2 separate regions of the Mus musculus genome follow, and region 1 is linked to region 2. A link is a contact called in public promoter capture Hi-C data. All regions are on one chromosome and are shown on one strand. The core of a region is the stretch at or near the end of the contact, and the rest is flanking DNA. Distances in the headings are between cores, read along the strand shown.

Region 1 (5,921 bases), core at 1,393-3,892, 1.0 Mb before region 2:
ACAACCAATAGAGTGGAAGGCCCAGAATGTGACAGGAGGTGGCTTTCATTTACAAAGGAAGGGGGGGGGAGAAGGGGGAGGGAGAGGGAGAGGGAGAGGGAGAGGGAGAGGGAGAGGGAGAGGGAGAGGGAGAGGGAGAGAGACCTCTAGAAGACCCAAGGTTTGCACAACATGAAAAACAGAAAAACCAACCAACAATTCCTTGGGCAGACATAAAGGGAATAACACCAATGCCTAAAATAGGAATGAATTTGACTTAGTGTATGAAAGTGAAGGCCCAGGAGGCTGAAGAACATACAAAAGTGGGGAGGGTGAAGGAATGGGAGAAGTAGAAGGGACCAAGGAGAAGTGTCTGCGTTTTACTAGGCCTGCAAAATGAATCGCCTTCAGAATTGTAAGCAAAATGAATGTCACCATCAATTCAAATGGAAAAAAAACCCACCCATTCTGGCACTGCTAAATGCAGAACGGGTCACAGAAAGACACGAGGGTGTCGTGGGAGTTTCTGCAAAGGCACAGGTTAGAGATGGGTACTGGGCAGCTCGGACTGCACTGGAAGCTGTGCAGGGTGGAGTGGAGAAGTTCGGGACACTTTGGAAGGGTGGCAGCTGTTGTGGTGGGTTGGCTATTGCTGACTGAAGAAAGGTGTTGAAACCCCATCCTAGATGACAGGCCTGAGTAACCCAGAACACGAGTGTTGTGAATTACAATCACGGGGAAAATGCACACGAAGGGCTAACACAATCGCGCCTATGTGCCATCATCCATTCAATTTTCTCAAAAATCTTGGGGGAGTAGAGATGGATGTGGAAATGTACTAGCTCTTTATGTTTTATAACGAAGGACACCATCCTAGAGATAGTGGCTGTGCCCAGAGAACAGAGCATAGGAAAAAGGACACAGCCTCCCTTCCTTTATGGGACAAGTGCGGCTTGAAAATGATAAAGCTACTCTTTAAGGCTCCCTCCCCTCCCCTCCCCTCCCCTCCGCCCCTTGCTAGCATAATCAGTCGCGGGGCGGGGCCACAGTCTTTAGGAAAACAAATGCTTGATTCTCTCCAATTCCTTAGGTTTACAAAACCAAAACGCTTTAAATCTCTGCCAATTGCCTAATGTTCCTCTACCATCCTAAATTAAGAATGACATCCTGACAATTTCACGTTTTATTTGGAAAAACTGGAACACACACACACACACACACACACACACACACACACACACACACCACATACAGCGCGCGCGCGCGCGCGCACACACACACACACGCACGCGCGCGCGCGCACACACACTCACACACACTGTCTCTGAAGGGTGAAAAAACCCACAAGGGCAAACATCAGCCTCCATACATCAAAGGCTGAGCCGCCACTACTGCCCATCCATCAAGTTCACAGACACCCATAGAGGGCTCTGTGACAGGCCCAAGGTCCTTGGGAGCTCACATACATTTCTATACAGCTATCACCTCTCTTCTTTCACCTCCAGCCAAGCCACCATTCTAGTGGGAAGATTAATGAAAAGCCATAAAATCCGGACATGCAGGGAGCCAGTGTATCCCTGTGAGTCTCTAATTATAGTAATGCAACGTTTTCACATTATTTGTTAGGGAAGAACTAGAATGAGCTCTCATCCCAACTTGTTTCCACAGAAGCTGGAGAAGGCGACACCACTGTAAGGAACAAATATGGCCAAATATCTGAAGGTTTAGTGCTGGAGGAAGGGAAGGGGGCACCCATGGCTACAGCACCCAAATCAATTCCCAGGAGCTCAGAAGCTCGCGGCCCACGTGCACTTGCTCCGGGACCTATTGCAGACTCCTGACCTCTATCGAAATCCTCCCGCTGCACCGTGGACCAGTCAATCACCAGCAAAAGCTACAAGTAGTTACCCGGATCAGTCCTTCGGGTGTCAGGGAACAAGGGCGCCGCCCCCACAGGCAAATGCAAACGTCCCTTCTCAGGGGGTGGTTCTGAGCCAAGCCCCCCATGCCCCGCTGGGACCTCCGGAAACTGCCCGCCCACCGCCAGCCAGCCTAGATCTAGGCCGAGTCAAACCTCCGGATCCCACAGTGTAGCCCACGGCACCCATCTCCGACATCCCCTGGAGGCCTTGGGTGGGCGCATCATCCCTCCCCTCCGGGGCCGCCTACCTTCCTCAGGCTGTCGGGTTAAGACTACCTCGGGAGGCTCGCAGGGAGGCACTCCCCGGGTCAGAGATGGAGAGGCAACGGGCTTCTCCGAGACCGTTTCCACCAGAGAAGACAGCGGGGATCCCGGGAGGTGACCCTCCCACCCCACGCGGGGACCGTTAACCCCTCTCAGCACCAGGCACCCGTGGAAGGCGCGAGCCCATGGAGGGGCCCTCCCGCTCGGGCGTCCTCACCTTCTTGGTGCCAGGGCCTCCCGCGATGCGAGACATGCCTGTCAGCGAGGAGGAGCGCCCCGGCTGCGCCCCTAGAGCATCCTGCTGCGGAGACATCGCTTCCATGAAGAAGATCTGCAAGCTAAGCCCAAGCCGAGGACCGGGTGGCTGCGCGGCGCGGTCCGCTCAGGCCGGACGCCGAGCTGCGGGTGCGGGCGGCGCGCCTCCCGTCGGGGCCATGGACCGCCGCCCGCGCCGCGCTCGTCGCGCTCGCCGCACTCTGCTCAGGCTGCAGCAAGCGCTCCGGGCGGCCGCCCGTCCACGTAGCCCCGCCCCGGCCCGCCCCGCCTCTCCGCGTCCGCCCCGCCTCCTCCGCCCTCCCCGCGCCGCCCGTGCACACTGCCGGGAGCGAGCTCTCAGCGCTTGGCGCTACCGAAGCCACTAACCTTGCGAGGTGCCTCCGCGGGTACGAAGCTTTCGCTGCCGCGCGCCACGCGCCGTGCACCACGCACCACTGCCTCCGGTGCAGCTCCGCGCGCCTGTCCGCTCGCTCCCGCCAGCGTCCCTTCCCGCGCAGCTGCAGCGCGGGAGCCTCAGCGAGCGCGGCTCGCTCGAAGGTGGTGCAGGGGCCGCCAGCCTAGCCTCGCTTTCGCGGACTGCGGAAGGGACCCCACCCCCACCCCCAACCCGGTCCCCGCTCCGCTGAAGAAGGAGTTAGACAAATTTGGAAGCCCTGGTGGCATCGCCGGACTTCGGGGGCAATATCGAACGCTTGCTAGCTAAGCCTGTCAGGGTAACCCAGAGCTGTTGCTTTGCAGTCACAGGGAGCAAGCATGGACAAGCAACCTTGCATGTCTGCACCACCAGCTTCGCAGGCAGCAAGCTGCAGGGACCCTGCATTCTGAAGGAGAAAGCGCAATTAAGAGGAAAATGCAGGCAGAAAGGAGGTTGAAACTTGGCATAGTATCTATGAGAAGGCAACAATATGTGGAAGCGTTGATCTGATATCGCGAGCTCAGAACCTAACTTCCTGTAAGTCCAAATAGTGACCCCTCCCTCTTTTTTGGACTAAATAATAATCAAAGGGCAGTTGGAACAGACCAGGGTTAAGTAGTGTTCGCACTTTGCAGGGCTGGCTGCTGGTGTAAATGATACAGTAGGTGGCATTCTTCCCTTGGAATCAGAACTAGTGTGAAAAAAAAATCACTAAGGATATCACTCCGTGATTGCGAGATGGTTACGGATTCTGCTTATTTTTGTGACAAGGAAAAAAGAAAAGAAAAGAAAAGAAAGGGGGAGAAAAGGAAAGGAAAGAAAAGAAAAAAAGAAAAAGAGGTTTCTTGCAGTTTGGGCGGCTATTGGGGCAGGTTATAAGGAACAGAACTCAGGTGGGCAGTGTTCCAAGCTAGGGGATGCTGTCCAACACACACCCACAAAGACACACCTACACAATCATCCAAACCTAAGATTGTTTGTTGTGGAAATATAAGGCTAATTTTAGTCACATCACACTACATTGTTAAAAGGAAGCTTAATAAATCTCATATATATGTATATACATCTGTGAATCAGGGGTGCTACAGCTGTGGTCCTCGTGCAGAGAAGGGCTTTCACCCACTAATTTATAGGTTGTGCTTAAAGAGGGCTTTGCAGTTCTGTTCATTCACTTGGAACCACCCCCAGGTGCCTTAATCTCTTAATTCTTTGGTGAATGGACACCCTGGCTTTTCTTAATCTGCCTCATTTTTGTTTGTTTGTTTGTTTGTTTGTTTGTTTCAATTCTTTTATCTCCAAATAGTTCACTTAGCCCAAAGAGTCACAGCCATCCAGACATTCTTGTTCTTTGTTGCCACCTGATAGATACTAAGGCAGTGTCTAACATAATAAATGTTTGTTAGTTAAATGAACTGAGAAGACACACAAATGATATAAGAAAGATGCAGAAGAGTCAAGACAGAGCTGGCTGTCATTCAAAGAGCCCCATGGACTATGAAGTATCTCTGTGATGAAATAGCCAGTTTCCCAAATCAAGGTACCCCCTTTTCCCCCAGCAAATGTGGAAAACTTTCACTGTTCATTTTGTCTTTTTATTCCCAAGATGAAATAGCTTGGAACAGCACAGAAAATTGCTCTCTCCACGTTAAGTTTCGAGGCAAGGCTACTCAGGAAATTTGGGTTTGAACAGCCGACAGTAGAGACACATGTCTGTCTGATCACAACACTGCCCTGCTAAACCATTATTTGGTTCCTTGCTGTGGAATAAACCAAAAATGTCATAGTACAGAATGAAAGACAGACCCCCCCCCACACCCCACCCTCACTTCACTTTCTTGCTGACTCTTATGTGTCTTTGCTTCTCACCCTGTTCTCTGTCACCTTGAAATCGTCATACTTTCAGAAGCCCACTAGGACTTTGGACTTGTCCTTCGTGTCTGGGAATTTTCCAGGCTACGTCTCTACCCTCTTTTACTTTACTCCGAAATGTCTAGTATCTGGGGCATAAAAGGTACCTGGTGAATCGTCCTGGAAATCTTCAGGACTGTCAGAAACCGAGAGAAGTCTTCCTAGGTTTATCTCTTCCCCAGCTCCAGGCACCCAGGCTTGAGAGTAGCTCCAGCAATTGCAACAGGAAGCCTTTGCTGAGTGTTTGCTCTATGGGAGACTATGAGTATTTTACAGATATAATTAACTCCCATCTGTATCAGATAGGGTGGGTTCGTTTATTCCCCCACTCCACATAGAAGACAACAGCAGGCCACGAGGACTTTGAACAGTGATGGTAACTTAGAAACTGACCATGCAGCTTCAGAACCTGCGTTCTTCTCAACTACCTGGTCTGCTTTCCGTGCTGCGGAAAGCTTTGCTTCTCTGAGTAACTCACACCACACTATACCAGTGCCGTTTGCTCTACTTGCTTTAAGAGGAAAAGTTGCATTTTTCTCTTCTCTATACCATGCACCCAAGCATGCTGCAGTAATTTTTACAACCTTTTATATTTGAATGGATAAACACACTATTATATACAACCATAGGTCACTTCCATCATTCTGTCTAGTGTGAGGGAGATGTTATACAGAGGAAGACAGAACCCTGGACTAGTCCTTGTGTTGTTTAGACGATGAAAACCATTTTCTATTCACCAGGATCCTTATGCTGTAGGCAAGTGATACCAGGACATGAAACTGATGATAAAGCAATTGAAGCGTGGGAAGCACAATGCTAGACACAAGCAGGATGCACCTAAAATACTGTGAGGCAAGCCTTGAAGCAAAGCACTAGCATCTGGGAAGCTCCAGGAGCAGGCCTGCAATGGACACTAAGAATAAAACCAGCATCTTGCCAATCATCAGAATGAATAGTAGTGAAAACACAAATACTAAAAAACTTCATGCGATGTTTCTTCATATGTAGGACGATTATACCAGGTGCTTGACGAGCTGAAAGGGATAGTCATTATAAATACAAGATGCACTTAGCAGTCATTTCCACTTTGTATCCAAATGCCCTTGACCCACAGTGGAAACTGATGGCCTGAAGTGGGAGTTCAGATATGCATATTTT
Region 2 (5,425 bases), core at 896-3,395:
CCGGGTGGGTTTGACTTCACTATGTAGCCCGGCCTGGCCTATCCTTCTGCCTTAGACTCCAGAGTACCTGAGATTGCAGGCGCAGCAGCCTAAAAAACTCAGGTCCAAGAACCCTAGCTAGGAGTGTCAAGGAAATGAAGAAAAGACAGACAGACGCACAGACGAACATACACTGAATCTAGGATCAGGTTCTCCAACACCTCACCATGTTTATTAGCTACAGCACAGGGGTTGGTCTTGGTGGGAGGCTCTGTGTTGGGCTTCAACCACTTATGAGGAGGAAGCCAAAGTGGCTAATCTTGGTACACAATGATCACTCACTCATAAACATCCATATTTTAAAGGCTGAGCCCATATCAAAGTACACATTCACTCGGGGCTTCCAACAGGCTGGCATAACCAAGGCTGGTTAATTTCTTCTAAGCAGTAAAGCTGTGACTTGTCCATTCAGCCATATTTTGTGGCACTTTCTGCACTGCCTCTTCCACACACAATCTCTTTTGTAACAGACTGACAATAGAACCTGAACGTCAATGAGAAGTCTCAAAGACTTCCAGATAAGGACTAACTGGGTTGGATTTCGATACAATCCTCTCCAGGCTTTGTTAACCCTCTACACTCCGGTTGCTGTGTTTTAAGGTGTACCGGGTGCTTTTTTGTCTTTTCTGTGCAGTTTCTGGCCCTCTAAAAATCTGGGTAAGATCCTTTAAGCTGCCAAAGAGGTTGGATGGAAGTGAAGCAAATTATGAAGGGCTTTGAGAGTTCTATCCTGTAAGTGATAGGAAATTATTACTGGCTTTTGAGACAGGGACGCAGGTTACAGGATGAAAGGAATGTAGTTAATAGTAGGATACGGAATGGCCTGCAGGATTGGAACATGAGATAGTAGAATACAATGCTTAGCCATCTGATCACTGAGAACAATAGTAGTAACAATGGTTAAGACTTACTGAGGGCGTCCCATGCGTCTGGCCTGTTCAGAAGCTTTGTACACACATACCTCATTCAGTTATCACAGCCCTATGAAGTGGCCACTCTCAGGCCCGTTTTTCCCAAGATGAGGAGGAATTCAGAATCCAGTGTACTCCATGGAGTTCAGGGCTGACTATGAATATTCCAGGACAATACTCAAAATGCCAAGAAAATATTGAAGATCGGAATTGCAGGTTTCAAAGATTTTCTTAGAGACATATTCTCCCTTCTCTCTTTCCTTTCTTTCTCTCTTGTTTGTTTCTGTTTATTTAAGACAGGGTACCTCTATGAATTCTATGAATTCCTGGCTGTCCTGAAACTTGCTCCTGTAGCCCAGGCTGGCCTCAAACTCTCAGAGATCCTCATCCTCCTGCCTCCCGAGTGCCAGGAGGTATACACCATACTCAACCTGGTAACATATTGTCTCAGGGGAATTCATTCAGCTGCCTCATAGTTTCTGGCCAGGGAAGAGTGAATCCAATTTTGGGTCATTGGAAGCAGAAGCTACAAGCAGGGGTAAGTAGAGATTTCATGGTCCTGGACTGGGGAGAGAACATTGAGTGCTCCGTGCCAATCAGTTAGCCATCTGGTTTATACCAGAAAGAGGATTAAGTAATACATTCAGTACTTATGCCTTGGTGTGCTGGAAATCTAGATGGTAAATGGTTAGGAGATATGCGCACATTATTAATTCTAGTCGTGGGAATATGAGAGCATTCCATTTTCCTACATTTCAGGTTCCAAAAGCCTCTAGGATTCAAACCCAAATTGAGGACATCAGAAACTAGTACCAATTACCTTGACAGTGAAACTCAAACCTGAGTGTGGTAGGGCAAACGTAGTGGCCGAGCTTTGACTCCCTTATGGAGGGTCTATTTCAAAGGCCGTGCGATACAGAGAGACACATTTCCTATGGAAACTCAGAGCCCTTTTGTATCTCAGGTTTCTTTATAAATCGAAGCTTGCAGCTTCATCAAAAGGAGTTTCAAATCCCTAAGGTGAGATAACTCTCACCTGGAGCCCGTGTGTCTTCCTGCCCTTTGGCTGCGAACAGTCACTTGGGAATCATTCCACCAGGTGGCTTCCAAGGTCCAACCTACTCGGTTGAAATCTGATCCTGACAGACTTCCTGGGAGCCGTTGCCGTTCGCTCAGCCGGGAACCAGGAAATGCGCAAACCTCTTTATGTCTGAAAACCAGCTGGGCTCCCTGGGAGACACAACCGCCATGGGAAACCGGCTCTGCTGTGGGGGAACCTGGTGAGTAGGGCCGAAAGGTGGAGGGGACCGCCTCCGGTGGTGGATATGAAACCCTGAGAATCAGACAGCCTGGAGACCGTCCGTGCCTTCCTCCACCTGCCACGTCCTAGGTGGAGCAGAGAGCGGTGCCTTAGGACGCTTGGAAAACACAGCAAGCTGGAGAGTGGCCAGAGGTTGGCTGCACCGGTGGGCCAGCCTGGTTTCTCTCTTCTCTCCTTTCCTTCCTTCCGATGCTCTCTCCTTTTTTATTCTTCCGCAGATCATAATAACGGGAGCATTGGAGTGCTCTCTATGTGCAGTCACTTTCTAATCTGGGTTAATTGTCCCAGGTCTTCTGTGAGTGAGTGGTCTTACCGTTGTTCCCATCTTGGCCGGTTAAGGAGCGGAGGCTCAGAGAAGGTAGTGTCAGTCACATGGCTAGTAGCTTAGCAGGTAAAACAAGATTCCAAGCGCGGAGGCTAGACTTCAGGGCCCATACTTTCCTCACTAGGTAATCAGAGATGTGACCATGGATTGAGCAACTGAATTTGGACAAATGTTTGTTTGAAACTGCAGAAGTGGGAAGGAAGAGAATCCACTGGAACTGTGAATATAACTTTCATGCTATTTGCTGTGTGGCCTCATGCAGTCCAGTCAATTCACTGGGTCCTCGATTTTTTTAAAAATATACAGTCCCTATTATTTGTATCATAGGTTGGTTTTAGAGATCGAAAGCTAGTAAGAACAAAAAATACAAAATAAAAACAACAGCAACAACAACAAAAAACCCCACCAAATAATAGATTATTTGTGGTTTTTGTAACTTTCCCCCCAGGGTGTTCACCACCACTACAAACTCCCAAATATGGCTTCATCCTGTCAGCTGCCTCTTAGCTATATGATCCATGTCTGGGTCAGAGTTCAAAGAATACTTATTTACAGGTAAACATCACATGTAGAGAGAAAAGTGAGATACATTGGAAAGCACCTAAAATTTGAAAACAATACTAGACTCCAGTCCTGTGCCTGCTAGTTTATTAATCTAGTTGGTTATTAAACAAATATCAACTGAGCATGTGCTGGGTACCAGGAAGTGACAGATACAGAAGTCAGCAATAAAAGGAAACTTGGATAAACATGGTAGTGAATGCCTTTGATCCCAGCTATTGAAAGGCAGAGGCAGGCCATTTCAGGATAGCCAAGGTTACATAGAGAGACCCTGTCTCAAAAAACTAAAAATAGACAAATAAATAAGACCCTGCCTATAAGTGTATATTTGTTTACATGTATATTTATTTATTCTTTGTTTGATTTTTAAGGCAGGTTCTCTCTCTGTCGTCCTGGAGCTCTCTATGTAGACCAGGCTGGCCTTGAACTCAATAGTCTGCCTGACTCTGCCTCACTAGTGCTAGGATTAAAGGCCTGTACCATTACAGCCAGCCCTGATTTACTTATTTTTAGAGGGAGGTTTTGATCTGTAGCCCTGATTGGTCTGTAACTCACTACATAGACCATGTTGGCTTTGAACTTGTGGTAGTCCCTCTGCCCCTGCCTCCCAAGTGCTGGGATTGCAGGCAAGTTTTGTGTCTGTCTTTTGTTGATGCTCATAATATGTTAGGAGTCATGCTTAATATCTTACACCACTCTATTTAATCCTTACTAGCAATTCCATGATGTTTAAATTCTATTAACAATTTTCATTTTAACACTGAGAACATGGAGGAGGTTCAGGGAAGTTGAAAACCTGTTGAAATTCTCTCAGTTAGTCAGACACAGTCATTCTAACTCCAGAGCCCAGTCTAACAATACTGTGCTAAACATTGTAACCAAAATCTGGTTTGTACCGTAAAATACTAGTAGAATTGGACAATTTTTTTTTGTTTCTTATTGTCATATTAAAAACCCAGACTTCAACATTATTTGAAAATTGATCATCTCTCTTATAGAATATTTATTATAGCCATTTTTGATACAGAAGCAGTAAGCATTTACTGCAGAAAATTTGGAAAATAACCAAGGATAAAAATAAAAAGAGATCCTAAGGGGCTGGAGAGATGGCTCAGACTTCAGAGCACTGGCTGCTCTTCTAGAGGATCCTGGTTTGATTCCCAGCACCCACAGAACAGCTCACTATTCTCTGTCCCTCCAATTCCAGGGGACCCAACATTATCATACGGACATACATACAGGCAAAACACCAGAGCATGTTAAATAAATAAATAAATTTAAGAGAGAGAGAGAGAGAGAGAGAGAGAGAGATCATAGCAAAGACAAGAACATTTTCCTGTGTTCCCATGTTGGGTTTTAGGTATGTATCTTTTAGGAGGGTGGAGTGAGGAAAAGACATTGGAAGCTCAGGATCTGTAGTTACAGGGCATTGTGAAGCACCAGATGTGGATGCTGGAAACTGAACTTGGGTCCTCTGCAAGAACAGTATGCACGCTTAACCACTGAGCCAGCCTTCATACTATTTTGAAACACACACAGTTTTTAATTGGAAAGCATGTCTTTTTATTAGGTTAGTACAAATTTAGTGAAAATTTTCCATGCTATTAGGTGTTCTTTTTCAGCATCTTTTTCAAAGTGGCCACCTGGTTTGCTATTCTCTATATCTACCATTTACTTAGTCACTCATCAATACTGATCAAGTAGGCTGTTTCCTATTTTGAAGTGTGATGCTGCAATGAGACGTCATCTTTATATGGTCATGTACTGGGGCACGAGATTGCTACATCAGACAGTAGATGCACTTATGCTTAAGGGTAGTTATCCTTATTGCCAATTGCATCCTGAAAAGATTGTTTTCATTTTTATTCTTATGACTGCTGTGGAAGATGGCCCATTTAGATTCTTTAAGTCTAATCTCAAACTGATTCTGTCATCTATGGCTATCAGGTTGTGTCCAGGTTCTATGCAATATCCAACTCAGAAACAGGCTCTGTTCACTAAAATTGGATGAGTCTGGTTGTGTAGTCACCCATTAATAGTGTCTCTGTCCACTTCAGTACAAACAAGCAGGAAAATAGGAGTGTGACAGGGAGCAAGGCATTGGTTCCAGTGACCCAGCTCTGACCCAAAGTGAGAGCTGAAGGAGCAGAGGATGGAGCTGGGAGACTGACGGAAGCCATCTTTCTGCCACTCCACCTTTAGTGTTTAGCTAGACCAACCCCCTGGCCTTCAGCAAGTTGCCTCAAAACTGAAAATCACTCCAAAACA

What was found. Promoter capture Hi-C pulls out the DNA fragments that hold promoters and counts their contacts.
Region 1: a contact with region 2 is called in a promoter capture Hi-C map of liver, with 4 times the contacts expected there. The contact joins the promoter of Arhgap20 here to the promoter of 2310030G06Rik in region 2. A contact is called at or near these places in 2 of 39 promoter capture datasets (hippocampal neurons and liver).

The regions. Positions count from the first base shown.
Region 1 is chr9:51,762,072-51,767,992 of GRCm38.p6, reverse strand. It overlaps Arhgap20 (Rho GTPase activating protein 20), which reads right to left and starts at 2,642. Exons shown (of 15, transcript NM_175535.4): 1 at 2,382-2,642. The coding sequence starts at 2,486. It overlaps Gm40520 (a long non-coding RNA gene), which reads left to right and starts at 2,565. Exons shown (of 3, transcript XR_870739.3): 1 at 2,565-3,392.
Region 2 is chr9:50,743,247-50,748,671 of GRCm38.p6, reverse strand. 2310030G06Rik (RIKEN cDNA 2310030G06 gene) reads left to right here and starts at 2,145. Exons shown (of 4, transcript NM_025865.3): 1 at 2,145-2,230. The coding sequence starts at 2,199. It also overlaps a transcript of Cryab not described here.